2 separate regions of the Oryctolagus cuniculus genome follow, and region 1 is linked to region 2. The links are chromatin contacts, called in public Micro-C maps. All regions are on one chromosome and are shown on one strand. Each heading gives the region's core, a stretch centred on a gene start, on an enhancer-like site or on the middle of the called end of the contact. The rest is flanking DNA. Distances are from core to core; before and after follow the strand shown. Region 1 holds the start of SREK1 (splicing regulatory glutamic acid and lysine rich protein 1). Region 2 holds the start of ERBIN (erbb2 interacting protein).

Region 1 (3,464 bases), core at 674-3,173, 170 kb after region 2:
ATCTCACACAGATAAGGAGTTGGAAGAGGGAAAACTATTTTCATAGCCTTTCTAGATAATTCTAGATATTCTTCTTTGATACAATACCAAACTTGACATGTGGTAGCTTCTTAGCATGCAGTTGTAATGTAGCCTGAAACCATCAGTTAACCTTTTTTATTGTTATATTGAAATCCATCAGTGTCTTGCACCTCTTAGAATTTTTTTATTTTGTAAAAAGATATATTAATTGATTTGGAAGGCAGAGTTAGAGAGAGCAAGAGAGATCTTCCATCGGCTTGTCCACTCTACAAATGGCCACAACAGTCAGGGCTGGGCCAGGCTGAAGCTGAAATAGAGCAGGCAGGACTCTATCTGGTACATTGTAGGCACTGTGCCACAATGTCAGGCCCCCTTTTTGATTTTGTAGTAGCTCCCACTGGTCATGTGGAAAGTGGCTGCACACTGAGTCGTAGGGATGGTCCGAATGTTGACATTATTTCACTGTAAAATGTCAAAAACAAATTTGTTAATATTCCTGGTGACTCAGGCAGAGAAGCCTTTAAGTATTGGCAAACTGTGAAGCTAAGGTGGCAGATACAAGTATCACAAGATCTGTATTTTTGTGTGAAAACTCCAGCACACAGTATGTTTACTGAAGACAGCTGTCCCTCTCGGACATAGCAGAAATACTTTCCATGTCCTTACGTGCACTGTTTGGAACTGTACGATAGGGTGTGACGTAATCAACTTCTCTTTACCCCTTTTTCCTAACTTTTGTATGCTTTAGGTGGTTGGAAGTGAAGACTACATCCTACTGGTCCAGTGTGGTGTCACAGCCTTGATTCCGGTTAAGGCGTCGGCAGTTTAATCAACCATTGCTATTAATCAGATGAATAGAGCAGATGTCAACAAAGCCAGACTGGTCAATAAAAACCTTAGTTTTATTACGAAAATCCTTTTGATCTTGCAGAGCCACTGAAAGAATTTGGGACCCTCAGGGTAACATGGAAGTTATTTGGAAACAGCTGGTCTAGGATCTCCTAAGAGAAGGATCATAAAAAATGGGAAGGGCACATGAGACCATTCTGCATGGAGTTCAAAATTTCTTTGGACTCAAATAAACTTTTTTTTTTTTTTTAATTCTGTAGAGGCAGAAGCAGAGAGTCTTCCATCCACTGGTTCATTCCCCACATGGTCACACCAGTCGGAGCTGAGCTGTTCCGAAGCCAGGAGCCAGGAGCCTCTCCCGAATCTCCCAGGGGGCGTGCAGGGGTCCAAGGACTTGGGCCGTCTTCTACTGCTTTCCCAGGCCACAGCAGGGAGCGGGTTCTGAAGAGGCGCAGCCGGGACTAGAACCGGCGCCCATTTGGGATGCCGGCGCTTCAGGCCAGGGCGCCGGCCCCAGATAAACATCTTTTAATCTTATTTTCTCTACTTAGCTTGCAAGCTGTCCGTGGCCCTTGTGTATCTGTTTTTTAAGCGCCCTTGCAGAAGGGGCGAATGAATCACAACTTGTGAACACAACGGCATAGCTTCTCTCTTACGCAATCTGAATCTACGTTGTTTTGTAAAATTTTCCATGTCTTTTCACAATTAGGGCGCCTGCCAATTAAAAAATAAAAGTGGGGCGGGAGCTGTCGGTGCTTAACCACGACGCCCTAGCGCCGGTCGAGCATTCACGGGCGTCGCCCGCGTCACTCCCGCCTCACGGCCCCGCGCCACCAGGCCCGCCGCGCGGTCGCCTCGCCCGCTCACTTCGTACAGACAGCAGAGAGCCGGGCCTTCCATGTTGACAGGAGAGCAAGACCTCGACCACGTTTGACTGAAAAACAAAACAGCGACAAGCCTCTCATCGGAGAAGACCCAGGCGACGGCGGCCTCGCCGGGCGCTCGGCGTCCCGGGCCGCGGCCGCTCCGGCCCCGCGGGGTTGCCGGGGCGACGCTTCCGGCCGGCGCGCGCAGCCGCGGAGCAGGCGAGTTGTGACACGGGCGGCTAGACCTGCCCGGCGCCGGGAATCCGCCCGCGGGAGCGCGCTCGCGGCCGCGCGGGCTCCGCTTCCCCGGCTCCGTCACTGACGCGTCGCGGACGTTGGGGAGCGGGATGAACAGCGGAGGCGCCTTCGGCTTGGGTTTAGGCTTCGGCCTGATCCCTACGGCGGTGATTCAGGTGACGAACCTGTCGTCGGCCGTGACCAGCGAGCAGATGCGGACGCTCTTTTCCTTCCTAGGAGAAATCGAGGAGCTGCGGCTCTACCCCCCGGAGTAAGTGCGGAGCTCGGCTGGGGGAGGGGCGCGGGCGCCATCGCGACCTCGCGAGCCGCGGCGTGGGGGCGCGCGGACGCGGCGCGGGCGCGCGGGGCCTGTCACGTGACGGCCGGTGCCCACCCCGGTGCCCATGTGTGAGGAGGGCGCCGGGCCGGCGGGGCTTGCGCCCCCGTGAGTCGTGTCTTGGGGGTTGGCGCCTGCCCCCGGCCTTTACAAAGGCGTGGGAGAGGCCGCGGCGGCCGGGTCTGCGGCCTCGTGCTCGCTGCGGGGCCCCCGGCCGCTTCTCCTCCCCGAATGTAAGATGGCCGCAGGTGGGCCCGCGCGCGTGCTCCAGGCGAACGCCTGCCCGGGGTGCCTTTTTTTATTTTTTATTTTTTTCTGCCCTCCGAGAGTCGCGGAGACCGCATCTGAGCCACCGTCGGGTTCTTAAGGCCTTCGGGGCAGACCGTTAGTGCAGACGGGGAAGCCTGCGGCCGGTGCAAAATGGAGTTCGGGCTGCATTTGTTCGCTAGGAGGCGGCTTCGCTAACTTAGCATCTCGCTGGCCCTGACCGAGCCCGTGCACGGTCAGCAGCGTGTGTGGTCACCCTGTTGACACCAGATTAAAATGTCCCCTCGGGAAGGTCCCACTTTTCCAGACCTTTCGGAGGAAGGGTGAGTCGGTGCAGGATTGTCCCTGCTGCTCGCGCGCTGGGAACGCCAGGCCTGAGCTGGCATTCCCAAGGGGTGTGTTTGGACGTGGTAGGGTTTGTCTTGCGCGGTGTTACCTACTCAGGAAGCTTGCGAATCACTCACACTCGTGCATGCAGAAGCACCTTTTTTTTTTTTTTTTTATCGTGGATTTTGGAAGATCGACAGCATTTTCTTGAATGTGTCAGTCCTTTGAAGGAAGTCGTTGCTTACGATTTTCTGAAATTTTTCAAAAAAGTGACATCTATTTACCTTATTTCAAAGTGATGGGTGTGAACCATAAAGTGCCGCTGCGTACATACTGGTAAAAGTTGTTACACATGTGGATGTTTAAGTTTCACTTAAGTTTTTCTCCTCTTTCGAGAAATAGTTCATGCATACAGAACAGTTGGAGCGATAATATATTGAGCATCTGTGTCCCGTAGACGTGTGTTCATCAATTTTTGCTACAGTTAATTATTAGAATTCCCTGTTAGTATCATGCCCTTTTCCCTTTTGATCTGGTGTATAATCAGACCACCCGCAGCA
Region 2 (3,524 bases), core at 948-3,447:
GTATGGGAGTCACTCCATCCTGGTATGCTTTAGGCGGGTGACATTTTTAGTTCAGAGCTATGCCACTAAGTTCTGATCAGACTCATTAGTTTTCCAAAGTGCGACAATTAAAAATAGCTTGTATAATATGCTAACTTTAGCTTCTTATGCAATGGTTACGATTAATATTCATATAAAATAGATACCGAGCTTGGTGTTACTAGCATACCTGCCTGCTTGCCATTCCTTAGCTTCCAGTTTATGCTCTAGCCTCTCTGTTTCAGCACTAAATGTACCTGTACATTTTGGTGCTAATTTTCAACTTAGGCTCTACACCAAGGGACTAATACCTGTGTCAATGCCAGCAGTTCTGGGAGCAGTGACAATGTTCCCATCCCTTAAAAGCTGACCGGAGTTATCTCCAGTGTTTGTCACTTGTGCACAACTCATTTAGGTAAGTAATTCTTTGTGCACTTTATGAATTCTTCCCTTTGGATGCAGGCCAAGAATTGTCTGTAGGGCATATAGCTCTTTACTCAAACTTGATAATAAGCAATTATCTCTGGAATACAGACGGAAGACCTGAACCAGTGCCTCCGGGGACCTGGGGCCCAAAGCACCATCGCTGTACACAGTGAAGCAGAGCAGAGGCGGGGGTGGAGGGAAGGTCTCCCCGTACCCATTCCGCTCCTCCTCCGGGTAAAACAAGGCCGTCTGTCAACATATTTAATGCGGCAACTGCAACAACTGTGCAATATTATGGCTCACGCTCTCTATGCCGTATGTGTTGACAGGACGCTAAAGAGTCTCTCTCTAAACGCAAAAGCCGCCAGGATGAATTACGAGGGCCAGCGCAAGCCAACCGCTGCGCCACCGAAACCACTGGGCTGGGGAGCCTGCGTCGCCTTCAGAGGGCAGCCGGCGTTTCTTCTAACAAAGGCGCGAGCTCGAGGCAATTTCGCGGGCCATTTTCCCCCGGCCAGCGCCAGCTTTGTCTCCGCGCCGGTGCGAGGCCGAACCCTGGAGGAGCCCCAGCTGCGCGGCGGGGCCAGCGAGCGAGCGAGGGCTGGCGTGGGAAGCTCGGCTGGGCCGCTGCGGCGGCGGCTTGCAACCCGAGCGTGCCATTACAAGAAGTTGGAGTGCAGCGGCCGCAGCGGATACCTGCTGCCTGCAAATCGGGGCTGGACTCGAACAGCCCCCGGCGCACCGGCCGCTGTGTACAAAGAAACTCAACCGGCCAGCGCGGCGGCGGCGGCCTGAGGGCTCTGCGTTCCCGGGCCGAGGTCGGCGGCGTCGTCTGCGTTCGCCACGGGCTGGGGAGCCGGCGTGCGCGGGGGGTCACGGAGCCCGCAGGCAGGCCCCCGGGGACCGGCGCCCGAGCGGGCCTCACGCCGCGCCCGGCACGCGAACCCGCGGACGGCGGGGCCCCTCCCCCCAGGCCCCGCCGCCCCCCGCCGCCGACGTCGGCCGCGCGGCCCCCGCGCGCGCGCGCGCGCTGACTGGCTCGCGCCGGCCTCCGGCCCGGCTGTGGGCGGTTGGGGCGCAGCCCGCGGGAGGCCGCCCCGCCCCCTCCGCCGCGCGGCCGCGCGCAGCCTCTCCCCCCTCGCCGGCGGGGCGGTGGCGCCGTAGCCTCCGCCGCGGCCTGCGCGGCGGTCACTCCCCTGCGCCCCAGCCCCACTCCTCCTCCTCCTCCTCCTCCTCCTCGTCGCTCTCCGCTCCCTCCCGCCGGGCCCCTCCCCTCGCCGTCTCTCGCCCGAGCGAAGGTGGCGCGGCGGCGCGGGACGCAGCCTCGGCCCCCGCCGCGGCCCCGCGAACTCGTGAGGAGGACCGGGCTGCCGCCCACCCCAGCCCCGCGCCCCGTGCGGCCGCCGCCGCCGCCGCCGGGGAAGAAGCAGCAGCAGGGGAGTGGCGGCGCGGCGGCGGGAAAGCGAGAGGCGGGCGAGCAGGGAACGCTGCGAGGAACGGACAGAAGGACGGCCGGCCCGACGAGGGCGCCGCCATCGAGCCTGCCCGGCCCCTCGGCTCCGGGCGGCGGCGGCGGCGCGGGCGAAGGGCGCGGCAGGCGCTAGCGAGACAATAACCGGCCGCTCGGCTCTGGGGGCGGCGGCGAGGAGCAGGGCCGGCCTAGCGCGGCCGCGGCCCGCCGAGCGCCCGGGCGGCGTCTCGGCCGCCGCCGCCGCCGTCGGGGGCGCGGGGCGCGCGGGGCCCGGCCGACGGCGCCTCCCCTCCCCCTCCGCGGCGCGCGCGCTGGGGTTCCGGGTTCCCCTGGACGGAGCTGGCTCCTGCCTTGCGCCGAGGCAGGAAGTGAGTTTCGCACGGCAATTCCGGGCGGTGTCACGAGTGAAAAAGTTTTTTTTTTTTTTTTTTTTTTTCCTCCTCCTCTCGGCGGAGATCCTAGTTGGGGCTGGGAAACTCCTGCAAACTCGAGACCAGGAAGCCAGCCCGCATCCCAACCCCCACCCGGGCAGCCTACTCTGCTGCTGCGGGCGGCCGCTGCACATCCGTTCTCACCGGAGAGACTCGGCTGGATGCGAAGTGACTAACGCGGGCGAGGGAATCATGGGCAGCGAAGCCTGGAAAAAGCAGCCCTGAGACGCCGTCCGGCCGAAAGGTAATTTTCGCGAGAAGCGTCTGGAAGACACACAGTGCACGGACCGGAAAAGGGGCGATCCTTTTGCCCAAGTTTCCGTCAGTTCTTTGCTCGGATCGGAGCGCACAGTGTTCTAGGTGGTGAAGTGGGAGAGCTGTGTGTGTTTTGTTTTGTTTTGTTTTTTAAGCCCCGGTCTGCCATCTGGGCTGTGGTTTGTGTAGAAGCGATGGTAAGAATGCAGTGGGACGGGAAGTTTGGGCCGCCTGGAGAAAGAGTGCCTTTGTTGAGCGCGAGCTCCAGAAGTTTTCGTTTTCTGGAGCCTCTGCGAGGTGTGCGAAGCTCCTGTCTGGCGACTTGGTTGGGAGGAAAGTTCCGTCGATTTGCGGCTGTTGAGATGGCTGCCGCGTTTGTTTGTGCTGATAGCGATGGTTTTGGCTTTGGAGTTCATCGCGCAGAGACTGTTTTTGGTTCAGAGCCTTGTTGCGTCTAGTTTATTGGATTTTAGGGACAAGCAACTTTTTGCCAGCTTTAGTTTTCAGGGCAGGTAATGTTTTTTTTTTTTTTCACGTGTGTTAACTTGTCCTTTTCAGGTGTTGACTCCTAAAATATTTCCTTCATTAATTGAAAGCAAGCGTCTGCTAGACTTTTCTTGTGACTGAACCATTAGGATGGAGAAGGAGGGAGTGAGGATTACAGATGAAGGTGTGTAATTAAAACGCAGCTTGATTTGCTCGGACTGCCGTGCAGGTCAGCACTGACTATGTAGGGAGGGAAGTAAAACGCTTCAAAGATTTTCTTGGGAACCACACTGATTGGGATATAAAAAAAGCTGTGCCTTTGAATACTAGGATATTTAGATTTTTGTGTTGGCCCAAATGTTTCGTTCGGTTCGGCCTAATAAGGGAGAGGAACTTAGTGTGGGGCAGGACTCCGTGAAGCGTGACAGACCTACTAG

Evidence for each region. Hi-C and Micro-C count contacts between places; a contact is called where the count stands out from the background.
Region 1: a contact with region 2 is called in a Micro-C map of ear pinna, with 7 times the contacts expected there. The contact joins the promoter of SREK1 here to the promoter of ERBIN in region 2. A contact is called at or near these places in 2 of 6 Hi-C or Micro-C datasets (ear pinna and an unstated tissue).

The regions. Positions count from the first base shown.
Region 1 is chr14:87,038,330-87,041,793 of mOryCun1.1, forward strand. SREK1 (splicing regulatory glutamic acid and lysine rich protein 1) reads left to right here and starts at 1,924. Exons shown (of 12, transcript XM_017344754.3): 1 at 1,924-2,244. The coding sequence starts at 2,084.
Region 2 is chr14:86,864,085-86,867,608 of mOryCun1.1, forward strand. It overlaps ERBIN (erbb2 interacting protein), which reads left to right and starts at 2,198. Exons shown (of 23, transcript XM_070056803.1): 1 at 2,198-2,590.